Regions from separate parts of the Xenopus laevis genome. Here region 1 is linked to region 2. The links are chromatin contacts, called in public Hi-C maps. All regions are on one chromosome and are shown on one strand. Each heading gives the region's core, a stretch centred on a gene start, on an enhancer-like site or on the middle of the called end of the contact. The rest is flanking DNA. Distances are from core to core; before and after follow the strand shown.

What was found. A called contact is a pair of places that touch in the nucleus more often than the background predicts.
Region 1: a Hi-C map of the XL177 cell line shows a contact between it and region 2, with 3 times the contacts expected there. The contact joins two enhancer-like sites. A contact is called at or near these places in 2 of 4 Hi-C or Micro-C datasets (the XL177 cell line and the XTC cell line).

Annotation. Positions count from the first base shown.
Region 1 is chr9_10S:74,066,682-74,073,166 of Xenopus_laevis_v10.1, reverse strand. It overlaps fn1.S (fibronectin 1 S homeolog), which reads right to left. Exons shown (of 45, transcript NM_001087801.1): 45 at 6,266-6,485. It overlaps atic.S (bifunctional purine biosynthesis protein ATIC), which reads left to right. Exons shown (of 16, transcript XM_018238947.2): 16 at 1-158. The coding sequence ends at 84. Among protein-coding and RNA genes, the nearest start is that of atic.S, 25 kb to the left of the region's middle. Within about 2 kb of position 2,591, at least 1 of the 7 cell types and tissues checked has an H3K27ac peak or open chromatin away from gene starts, as enhancers often do.
Region 2 is chr9_10S:73,916,804-73,923,556 of Xenopus_laevis_v10.1, reverse strand. It overlaps mreg.S (melanoregulin S homeolog), which reads right to left. Exons shown (of 5, transcript NM_001135063.1): 3 at 5,584-5,677; 4 at 1,937-2,093; 5 at 1-553. The coding sequence starts at 5,672. The coding sequence ends at 428. Among protein-coding and RNA genes, the nearest start is that of mreg.S, 8.2 kb to the right of the region's middle. Within about 2 kb of position 1,981, at least 1 of the 7 cell types and tissues checked has an H3K27ac peak or open chromatin away from gene starts, as enhancers often do.

The DNA.
Region 1 (6,485 bases), core at 1,342-3,841, 150 kb before region 2:
GCTGCAGATAAAGTTGTGATAGATGCCTGTAATGAGCTGGGTATTGTGTTAGCACACACAAACCTGCGCCTCTTCCACCACTGATATTCCTTGTGTCATTTGTGTTGATGCAGTAGTAAATCTTTGTATGGCTCCTATTAAAACCGCTTGCACACCCATCTATGTCTCTCTGGTGCCTTGATCACTTACATGTGTTTATACAGTGAATAATTTATGTCCTAAAATATAAGAATATTATAAGTCATCTAGTAGTTCTACCTGTATAACCTGAGTACAGATTTCCATATGGCCATGGAATTCCTCTATGACTTATAATATCCTCATATTATACAACAGGGGGAACATTCATTTTTATAATACACAAGTTTCAGTAAGTCATGGGACAGAAACTACATCACCAATTATAACTGATGACCTCACTAACCACTGTTTTAAGGATATTGTTTACAGGATATTCAGGTTTTTTTTTTTTTGCATGATGGGGTTTTAACGGCAGTAGTTAGTTTACTGAAGGCTGGCAAAGGCAAGCACAGAAAATCTCAATAAAATGGTGGCAGTATGATATAGTGTACTTGAACCTTAAAGGAACAGCAACACGTAAAAATAAAATCATTTTAAAATGATTAAAATATAATGTACCTTTCCCTGTATTGGTAAACGTGCTTGCTTTAGAAAGACTACTGTAGTTTATACAAACAAGGTGCTGTGTTGCCATGGGGGCAGCCATTTAGGATGAAAAAATAGAAAAGACACAGATTACTTTGCAGGTAACAGATAAGCTCTGTACTAGAATACAATTGGATTCTGCAGAGTGCATCTGTTATCTGCTATGTAACCAGAGCCTTGAATGACTGCCCCCGTGGCTTCACAGAACCTTGTTTAAACAGTATAAACTATATAATGGTGATTCTGAAAGAAACACACCAGCTTTACCAGTGCAAGGAAACAGTACAAGGGTTTCAGGTAACATTTGGCACCCCCAAGTGAATGTATTTACTTACCTGAAACCCTGGGCTGGTGCTCCTATCAGCAGAAAACTGCACTGGCCCGGGGTTATACCAGTGAGCACCACAGAGCGATCCTCTTCCGTCTCCCTCTTTCCTTCACGCGGACGCACAGTAGAACGAAAAGCTGAACTTTAACTTAAAAGTCGGCTATTTAGTTCAACTGCGAATGCGTTTGCCCCGGGAAATTTGAAGAAAGAATATGCTGGAAGAGGATCGATCATCTGAGTTCATTGTACAAGGTGTGTAACTGATTGTTTTGGTTAACTGCCTTCTCCTCCCACAATTAGTCCTAAAGAAAATTTGAGTACTTTTAATATTACTGCTTTGCCATGAACATGAATTTAACAGTAACCATCAAGAAATGGCAAGTCAGTAGGAAAGGCATAGTTCACCTTTAAAGGGGAAATAACTCCCCCGGAACAAGAATACCATCCACAGCCATCAAATGAGCCCCCTCTCTGTTCCCTCCCTGCAGAGTCTATTTCAGTGAACAGTGCCTTTCACATAGTTTGCAAGCTCTGTGTCACTGAACTGATTGGAAAAGAACATGAAGACTCACTGCAAATTTCTGCATAAATAGGTCAGCTTTATTATGAGAGACACTGTTCATTAAAATAGACTCTGCAGGGAGGTCGCACAGAGGGGGCTCATTAGATGACTGTGGATGAGACCTTTGTCAGGAGGGGGGTTAGTTCTCCTTTAAATTTTAGGATATATTATATATACACACATGCACACACAGTTATAGGATCTATTATCCAAAACACTTGGGACAATACGATTGTTTTGCCTCTAATAAGGATTAATAATATCTTCATTAGGATCAAAGTACTTTTTTTTTTTAATTCAAAAACTTTCCTACATGCTTGAGTGAAGGGTTGGTATGTTCATGTTATTGCCACATCTGGCTCAGTCCTAATAATTAATTACTGATGTTCTGTTAGATAACCAGACTAGGAGATTCTTGTGTCTTTAAATTTGTCTTCATTAATCAACTGCCCGCCCTTACCCATGTGACCCCCTTGCTGTGTATTAGGACATTCACTTTAAGGGAAGTATGGCAGGAGAGCTATGGCAGATTTAATAACTTAAAGTACCGAAATTTTAAGAACAACATATACAGTTGGAGAGCAGTTGAAAATAAGTTGTATTGGAAGCTCCTGCAAACATTGGACATCTCATCAAGACATCACTGTCATTACTTTTTATAAGATAAGCCTGATTATACCATTTAACTATGTGTAATTTGATTTCCTTCTTTTTTTCTCCTCTATACTTCTGCACATATCCTCTGCACTCCAACATCCATCAAACTATCCTGAAATTGTAATCTCCTCTTCACTGCTCCCATCACCCTCTCTCAATCTTGTCTAGTATTGTTAAATCTCTTATCCCCTTCCAACCCATCAAACAATACACATGCTCGCACTGTCAAATCTGGGTCACACCTTGTCTCACTTTCCTTATTACTGTTACTTGCAGCTTGGGACATCTCCCCAAACCCTGGTCCCACTCACTAATTCCTACCCTCACCTATTCCCACTCTCAGGCATTTAACAATGTCTTTGCCAGTCTCTAAAACTTTACGCACTTCTAATCCTGCAAACCTTATCTGACTTGGCCACACCCCTAGACAGGATGGCCGTCATGGTGGTGGGGTTGGATTTCTTCTCTCCCCCAAATGTAAGTTTCAAAATCTAACCACACCAACTTCTCTCTCCTTAACTTCTTTTGAAGTCCACAGCATACATTTGTTTTCTCCAATCTCACTGTGTGCCACTGTCATATCGCTCCCTGGGTCCTTACTACTTACTTGGATCACTGTGCTGCTTGGCTTCCATACTTTCTCTCCAACCAGACACCTCATATTAGGTGACTTCAACATTCCCATTGACAACTCTGCTTCTCCTGCCACCTCTAAACTCCTCTCTCACAACTTTATTTGGTCTCTCTGTGGACCGACTCACCTACCCACATCGATGATCATGTTCTTATATTCTGCCACTCGTGCCATCCATCCAACCTTGCTATCCTTACCCCCATCTGACCATCACCTACTCTCCTTTCAGATAACACTTTAACCCGCACTATCACAACCATCTCTCTCTCCACCCACACATACAGAAACCATAATGCATTTGATCCACAACAATTATTAACAGTATCAGCACAACCCATCTCTAATATTAACAATCTTTCCTCTCCAAATAGGGCAGCTTCTCTCTACAACAAAGCTCTTTCAACAGCTCTTGACTCCCTTGTTCCTTCTTCAACCCATCACAGCCGACCAACTAAACCCCAACCCTGGCACACTAGTGTAACTCAGTACCTTAGAAGATGTAGTAGATCAGCTGAACGACTGTGGAGAAAGTCACAAACTGATCCTGATTTCATCCACTCCAAATTCATGCTCTCCTGCTACAAGCAAGCTCTATCAATAGCTTAAGAACAGTACTTCTCTTATTTAATCTCCACTCTGTTCTCTAAAACGCAGCAACTATTTACCACATTTAACACACTTATGCCCCCCTCCACCCATTAATATAATTGCCCAAGATCTTGCTCATGCAGTCCACTCACATCCACTTTGCACTCCTTCACCCCTGTAACACTAGATGAATTTAGCAAACTTCTTGCCTGCTCAAAACCCACAACCTGCTCCCTTGACCCCATACCTCCTCTATCCAATCTCTGATACACTCTCTCCTGCACTTACCCATCTATTTAATCTTTCACTCTCTACTGGTACTTTTCCATCTTTATACAAACAAGCAATAATCACTCCTATCCTCAAAAAAACTTCCCAGCTCACCTGCTATCGCCTAGTTTCCTTTCTTCCATTTGTATCCAAATTACTGTAAAGACTTGTTTACAAATGCCTGATCCAGCATCTCACTCAACTGCAATCTGGCTTCCACCCAGCAAACTCTACTTAAAATGCACTCACCAAAGTAACCAATGATCTTCTACTGGCAAAGACTAAAGGTCACTATTCTATACTAATCCTTCTAGATCTCTCTGCAGCTTTGGACACAGTTGACCCCCTCCCCCCCATTCTATCCTCAGCTGGCATTTGTGACACTGATCTTTCATGGTTTACATATCTGTCTGACCGTTCCTTTAAAGTTGCCTTCTCTAACTCTACTACATTCCCTCTATCTGTCAGAGTTCCTCAAAGTTCTGTTCTAGGCTCTCTGCTGTTCGCTCTATACTACTTCGCTAGGAAAACGTATTCAGTCGTTTGGACTTCAGTATCACCTTTATGCTGATGACACCCATCTTGGAGTTAAAGTCTGTACAAAAAATAGGTCAATTGGGGATAAAAGTATTGGTTCCGGGCCTCCGCCCAAGCCAGTTGCAAGTATACAGAAAAAGAAAATGGGTACCAATACCTGTGGTTCAAAAGTGGGGTGTTCCCAGGTTTATTGAAGTTTGTTATAACCAAGGTAAAGCACTGCGTATATTGTTGGCGCTATATACAAATAAAATGATTAATTCAGCATACAAGGCTAATTAGTAATTAATATTACAAAGCAGCTCAGCCAGTACAATCTGCTTCCGACTTTAGCAGCCTTTGATCATCAGCTTCTAGAATAAACATTTTCCTCGACTCCTCAGCTTCATTTAGAGCATACCAAGTGTCACGTACTAACAGATCTGATAAAGTTGGTTCAATTACTACAATTCAAATCAAAGTTTTATCTTACAAGTTTTTAAAGGAATTGTTCAGTATAAAAATGGGTAAATGGATACACTGTGCAAAATTAAAAATGTTTTAATAGTTAGTTAGCCAAAAATTTAATTTATGAAGGCTGGAGTGACTGGATGTCTAACCTAACAGCTCCTTTGGTTTCCACCGACTGGTTACCCTGGTGACCAAGCAGTAACCAATCAGTGACTTGAGGGGGGGCATGGGCCATAACACTTGCTTTTAAATCTGTTAAATGCGGAGCATCAATTGCAAACTCATTGGACAGTTATGTCCCCCCTTCAAGTCGCTGACTAAGGGTTAAGGCCAGACGAGGAGATTCGGGGAGATTGTCGCCTGGCGACTTATCGCCACGTCTTTTGCGCGACTATCTCCCCGAACTGCCTCAGCGTCTTTTCCCCATAGGTTACAGCGCAAAATCGCTTGCACTAATGCACACGCGGCAATGCGTTTTCAATAGTCGCCCAAAGTTGCCTCCTCGTCTGGCCTTACCCTAACTCAGAGTTATAGAGCTGAAAAGCAGGAAGTTGGATTCTGGCTATTATATTAGACATCCAGTCACTTCAGCCTTTATACATTACATTTTTGGCTAACTATATTAGAAACATTTTTTTTTTATTTGCACAGCCTATTTATACAGTTTTTATTTTTACACTGAACTGTTCCTTTAAGGATGCCCGGAAAAAAAAACCTGCTCCCGTTTTGCCCGTTTAAATGGGTTCCTATTCTTTAACTTTTTAGAAACTTTCTCCTGACTTGTCAGCAGAACTGGCTTTACATTGATATAAATTATTCTGAAACTTAAAGGGAAACTGTCATGGTTAAACATGTTTTTTTTTTTTTCAAAATGCATCAGTTAATAGTGCTGCTTCAGCAGAATTCTGCACTGAAATCCATTTCTCAAAAGAGCAAACATATTTTGTTATACTCAATTTTGAAATAGCACATGGGGCTAGAAATATTGTCAATTTCCCAGCTGCCCCTGGTCATGTGACTTGTGCTCTGATAAACTTCAATCACTCTTTACTGCAAGTTGGAGTGATATCACCCCCTCCCTTTCCCCCTCAGCAGCCTAACAACAGAACAATGGGAAGGTAACAAGATAGCAGCTCCCTTGAAGATCTAACAACAGCACCAAGTCCCACCGAGACCGATTCAGTTACATTAAAGTAGGAGAAATAACAACCTGCCAGAAAGTTATTGAAGGGTTAACATGCCTAGTCTGTTCGTTGTCCCCTTCAGTAATTCCATCCTAAAGTGTAGGCACAAGTCACATGACTTGGGGAGCTGGGAAACTGACAAAATGTCTAGCCCCATGTCAGAATTCAAAATTGAATATAAAAAAAAAAATCTGTTTGCTCTTTTGAGAAATGGATTTCAGTGCAGAATTCTGCTATTAACTGCTGTGTTTTGGAAAAAAACGTGTTTTTCCATGACAGTATCCCTTTAAAGTAGATTAGCACCCTCCACAACATAACATTTTCATGATCATTGCCCATTTGAATGAAAATGTTCGTTGCCACAGATGAATAAATGACACAAATACATATTTTCAGGATCTTTTTATTAAAAGAATGATTGATTATCTTTCCACAGTAGTAAAAGCTTTGGCACATACAGTATAAAAAAAAATAAAATAAAATCACCAGCCATAATTACATCAAATTCAACTGCCATTACTTTCAGACTTAATCACTTTTCTGTATTAAAATAGAAGGAATCATATGAAGCAGACTCTGATAAATAACACTGACAGTAGAGGAAAGTTG
Region 2 (6,753 bases), core at 732-3,231:
ACAGGGTGCAGGTAGGTTGCTGAGTGAACCACAATACTTACACTGACTATACTCACACTCTGATTATGCTCTCTAGACTGGTCGTGTCCTGCAATGGATCTGGTAACCACGCAAAACCAGAAAAGCAGGGTTTCAGGAGAAAAAGCCCCATTTGCCTGAACCTCTGGGTGGTCCATAGGTGCCTTATTTGTGTGCCTGGGTAAATCGTAGCTTTAATATAGGGAACATGCCCCCTCCATCCCTGACAAGCAAAAAGACTAAAACTGGTTGATCCATATATATTAGTGAGGGCACTTCTGGTTCACAGCAATGTCACTTCCAGTTTGGTTGGATTAATGGTAGCCCTGCTGGTTGTATTGGGTAGCGGTGTGTGGGTAGGCAGCTGGTGGACTATATATGCAGCTTCTTCTCATGCAGGTGATTTCCATTAATAATGGAAAGTTAGCTGGGAAAATAGCTTACCCAAATCTTCCAGAATTCGCCTCCATCGTGCTCTCACCTCACGCCTTGCTTGTCTTAGTGTGTAAATCTCGTAGTTGAGTTTTTGCCATTCCTGCATGGTAAGGAAACTTGTTTAAAGAAAAAGAAAGATCAAATAACCAACCATAACCTACAGAATGGTCATTTTACAATGGTCTATAAATTCTATCTTTATGGCTGTCTAAGACTGACCAACATCAAAATGCAGTGGTAAACTGATATGCTCCTATTGGACTCTGCCTTCCAGAGATCCTGACGCTGCCCTTTGCCTGTCACCTTAACTTTGCATACTTACACTAGCACCTTACGTTTGCATTCACACTGCTTTCTCTACTTCTCATATTGCCCCCAGTTCCCTCTCACTACCCTTGTTCTACAGTCCCTATTAGGCTGTATCTGCTCTCTCAATCTATCTCAAGCTGCCCTTGCTGCTTAATCCATTTCAGGTTGCCTCTACTGTCTCATGCAACCTCTTCTCAGATTTGGGCAGGCTACCAGGGATGGGGCATTGTTGCTGGGGACACTAGAACTAATAGGTGGCTGTCAACATCACATTGTAAGTTGTTATAGAACATAATGGGATGGATAGAAAATCTGAAGGCAAGGAAGAATATCTATCTACACACCCAAACATATAAGAAATATATTTTGTGCAATTATGCCCCTTTCATGTGGGCTCTGTGCCAATTCCTCAGAATTATCTTTTTGTAATTAATTACTAGTCCATTTGCACCTTTTTCGCACAGAAAGGAACAAAGTACTCAAGTAAGCAGGATCTGAAAGTCTCTTACTGTTCATATACCAGACTGTTACAGATACAATCACTATAATTTTGTTGAGCTAATAAGCCAATGAGATTAACACAGAAAAGAGGTCTGTCCCATTTCAGAGTAGTGCGACTTTTTCTTCTTCTGCCTCAATCCAGCATTTGGTACAGTATCTAATGAATTCAAAAAACTTTGGCTAATCCTGGCTCAGCCTAAATTAGACTATGCAGACAGCTCTGGCTTGTATTTATAATCAGGGACCTGATCACCCACAAGTACTGAACCATAAACGTTATTAAACGGATCCTGAGACTTTGTGGCTTACAATAAACATTAGGGAGTAAATAGATCTCCATATAATATGTAGAAAATGTAGTCTCATGTATATTATATTGAGAAATGTTATATATTGCAAACATTCTGTTGTGGTTTTGCAAATGTCATTCGGTGTAGTGAAATATTTCGTGCATGGCACTCTTTATCATTAACCTGGTCTCTCAGAATCACCAATGTACAACAAACAAAACCTGCCTGTGGTTATGTAATGTGGACTTTACTCGATTATAATCTTTAGTCATTGTTAAGTACTAATTATAGCAGCAATCTTAAATGCAAAGATAATACCAGGCAACTACGTTAACTAACATGGTCTTTCATGATTTTGGAATTTCTGTTCTCCAAGCTCTCACCTCAGAATCCTTCTCCAGCTGATTCCTTGTCTGGATCCAGCTGTGCAGCAATCGATCATCCACAGCCTCAGTGTGAGACAAGTCATGGGGAGAACTCCACAGGTTTCTCTCATCATCATCAATTACAGAGTAGGTTTTATACTGATTATTGTTACCACTGAAACATATAAAACAGAGTAAAACCGAGTTACTGATCTAATATTTAAACAGGCTTGCACTTGCAGGCTTGACTCCAGAAGAGTTACAATATGTTCATGCTACCACTCATTTAATTAGACAATAGGTATCTCTATACTTAAAGAATGCGCAAACAGGCAAAACTGGGACTCTCAAGGGCAGATTTACTTACGTCCGATTTTTCGCTTCAGAAAACATTTAAATACTTTGCACAAATATATCAGACATTATTTTGGGACGACTACACATATTGATAAAAATAAGTAATTTTGTCTCTGCAAAAGAACACTGGAGTACTTTCGTCAGCAAAGATTCATTAGCATGAATATTTATTAGAAGTTTTTCTCTAGCGTTACTTTCTTCCTAGCAAAACTTTGTTAACTTACGCTTACATCAATATAATTTCAACTTAATTATAGTGATGCCAAATGGCTTAAGGGTTTGGCATCTCTAGAATAGGCATGTTCAAGGCCCTCAAAGTCACAGGAGGTCACCATCTTGGATCTTGTTAGGAGTGTCAGTAACACTGCACCTCCTCTGTTTTCTGAGCAGGGTTGAAACTAGGGGTAGGCAGAAGAGTCAAGTGCCTTGGGCACAATGGTGTGTGTGTGTGTGTCTGGGGCACATACTTCTTCAATCTGCCTAACCCTAGTCTGGATACTCATCCACCACCCATTCAGCACACTTCCCGGGGTTGCCTATGGCTTGGCCCAGCAATGGCTCTGGACAGCTGTTGCACCAAATTAGTTGTCATTGAAAATCATCAAGCAGAAAATGTCATTATTATTATTATTATTACATTGCAGACTCAGAAGAAGCCTTCATTAGCTGGTTCTTCAGTTGTATAAGATAAAAAAAAATAATTCAGAATCTTCTTTTTAACCCTGTCTCATCAACCAATTAAACTATTAACATGACCTCCAACAAACTCACAAACTGCCAAAATTAATGCTAACATTAGCTTTTACCCTGGCATAACTAATGCCAGCTATCACTTGATATATTAGTAGTATTCCCCTTTAGTAATATTGTGTTAATTCTACAAATGACTATACTGTGGCATGTCAGCAGGAACCGAACTACTGCTGTTGCTGATGATCTTGGATGCACTCCTTTTGTATGTAACAAAGCGTAAATTGTTTGTGCTATATAAATGAGCATCATCATTATAATCATGAAAGTCATTAACCTAACAGGAATAATGAACTAATAGAAAGGGGTGGATATAAAATATATAAGATGACCTAGGTAGGTAACATCTAGCAACATAACTGAATAATAATGTTTATGTAATATAATGATTCACTTTTCTATAATTGCCTTATCTATTCAATAAAATCTTTAATGCTATATTTTATATATGTACTTGCACTTAAGTAAGGTTTTTTCATAAATGCACACACAAATATTCACACATGCACACAACCGCATGCATAAGTAATCACTAAGGGGGTTATTTATTATCTTCAAATTTTTCTAGTCTAGGGGAAAATACAATTTTCTGGGAGGAAAAATTATTTTTCATGATTTATTAAGTCCGATGGTGTTAAAAGTTAAAGGCAGCAGTTCCATCGATAGCTGGAAGATTTTCGGAGTTGTGCTGGGTTTCCATAAAAATTATAGCTTTTGGCAAAAAAAAAAAACATAGGTTTCCAAAGCAAAACCTGGAAAGAAAAAATCGCAGTTCTTTTTTTGTACGACTTTAGCGTGACTCTGCACATTTATGAAAATGTATTTCTAAATAGGGGGGAAAAGTTCATGCGGATTTGGTCAGAGCAGTTTTCAGAGTAAAGTGAGAACATTTTGGAGTTTGACAAATAACCCCTTAAATTTGACCTTCTTCATTGTTGGTCCCTGAGCGATTTCTTTATTTTTTGTACAGGTATAGGACCTGTTATCCAGAATGCTTGGGACCTGGGATATTCCGGATAACGGAATTTGGATCTTCAAACCTTAAGTCTACTAGAAACTCATGTAAACATTAAATAAACCCAATAAACTGGTTTTGCTTCCAATAAGGATTCATTATACTGTATATTAGTGTGGATCAAGTACAAGGTACTGTTTTATTATTACAGAGAAAAAGGAAATCATTTTTAAAAATGTGGATTATTTGATTATAGTGGAGTCTATGGGAGACAGCCTTTTAGTGATTCGGAACTTTTTGGATAACTGGTTTCCAGATAACGGATCTCATACCTATAGCGCAAATCCTGTGAGTACTTTTGTTATTTATATTTACACTGACACCCAGATACATCATTTTGGAAAAGGGTCCATAAGCAGCACAGATCCACACAATGATGGAGTGCTCGACCACTGTGCTTTATCTACTTGGATCAGGCGCTGAACAGTATATTAACCCACCTGCCGTAGGTCCAAAATCATACATGAAGTCCAATAAACTGCAGCACACTCAATTGATTTAAATCAGTGAAGCAACGTTTCGGGCCACGCAGGAAGCTTGATAAAGAGCCCTGTGTGGCCCGAAACGTTGCTTCACTGATCAACTTTGGTGTGAGCCAAATAAAATCACAATGACACAGATTTAAATCAACAATCGAGTGTGCTGCAGTTTATTGGACTTCATAAGCAGCACAGAGACTGGCATTATTTTGCTATGACTAAACTCAAAGGAAGAACAGATTGACACAAAAAATAAGAGACGTAAGAGGGAAGAACACCTCAAATCTAACAAATCACAATCCTATTTAGACATGTTAGGATTGTGTAGTTAATTTTTCAGATTTATTTTTGGGTCTCCATGCACTTTCCTATCCTATAAAAGTTTGAACTTGAATAACAGCTGCATTACAACAAACGCTTGGTATGTGCTGATCATTGCTACAAACAGAAAACCAACTCATTTTGAAAAAAAAACGCAAATTTGCTGCATTTCTCATATCTTTTTTTAAAGTTTCAAGACAAAGGTCATAACCAAGCAAAGACATGCCAGATTATAAAAACAGATTATAGTGCCCAGTGTAATAACTTGCACATTATCTATCCTACAGCAAGGCTCTAATCACTGCAATGATATTTACCTATGCTATTACTTAAGATACCTCACAGTCAGCTGTTCTGAGTCTTTATTACATTGAATAGCTGCACAGTGATACAGGATAGATTTTTGATTGTCACACTCTATATAATAATATATTATTAATAACATGCTCTAATTTTTGTCTAAAGTTAACCTACTGAACTCACAAAGTGACATAAAAGAGTTAACCCTGAGTGTGTCTCAGTAAAGTACAAGTCAGAGCTTACTTAGTGTTGCCCTGCCAGATACTAAAATTTTAAACAACTTTCATTGTATTAGAGTTCACCCTTCTACCAGCTGGCAGATGAAACAAAGGATTGTATCCATAACAATAACATAGAAACAAATCTATTTACTCTACAGTAAAGCAAAGTAAAAAGTCTAACAACCTTTCAGGTCAAATGATGATTTAGGTTTTGTGACTTACCTGACTAGTGGCTGCTTTTCATTTTTGGGGTATTCCAGGCATCCAAGCCTCAGGCAGCAGAAGGCACATAACCAGTCCTTTAAACACATGGATTCTGGTAGGAGAGAAAATAAATCTGTACTGCAACTAAGATATCCCATAGAACTTAACCTCTCAGCAATCAAGAATTCCCACTCAAGACAAGTAAACACAGTGGAAAGCCCAGACCTGGTGTGCTCAAGGCACAGATTAGACATTCCATTCTAAGATGAGAGCTGTTCAATTTAAACACTCCAGTTTGGGGAGGTGACTTGAGTTTTCTCAGAACACAATCAGGTCATCGGACTTGTACAGCAGCATGTGCTAATCTTCAGTAAATCCTTTAGAAGTGTCATGTGTCATATTTTAGAGAGAAAATTAGAGCAAACATACATCCCTCTTCTGTGTGAAAGTGCATATGTACGATTTACAATATATAGCCATTGGCCAGTTATTGACTGCATGGACCCCTCAGTTACACACATGTAGATTTTGCCAATTAATTAGATGGACAAACCAGCAGACCTGTTTGTCTGCTTTGAGTCACATGGACAGATCTGTTCATTTATCACCAAAATTGGCTATGGATCTGCTCATGTACCTGCCAGTTCAAATGACCCAAGTATAGTGAGCACAAAGATTCTAATGGTCTCACAAGAACGGACAAGATGCTTCATTAACAGTTCCCAGGGTGCAAAGAAAGCAAATGCAAATCCAGAATACTATAAATCCTGCTGAACTGTAATAGTCTAGAGCACAGTTCGGAGGCACAGAGCAACTGTGCTGCAACATTACCCCCCCCCCTACCCATATGACCCCCCTGCACTTTCCTTAAACTTAAGCCCCTCAAACTAATGTACTGAGCTGCAATTACCCACTCTCTGCCCATAGACTGAGAGTGTAAGCTCTATGGGGCAGGGATCTAATTCTCACTGTGTCTCTTACCACATAGCACTTAAGCTTTGTCCTGATATAAACTCTGTGTATATTTATTGTGTGATTTGTCTTCCCCGTTTATACTTTTACGCATTGTACAGCTCTGCGGCTCCATAACAGCGCTTTAGAAATAAAATTATGCATACATACATATGTGAGTGGAAGGTGCTGTTTCTGTTTCTTCCCACCCACTGTATTAGCAGGTCTGGCCTGGGA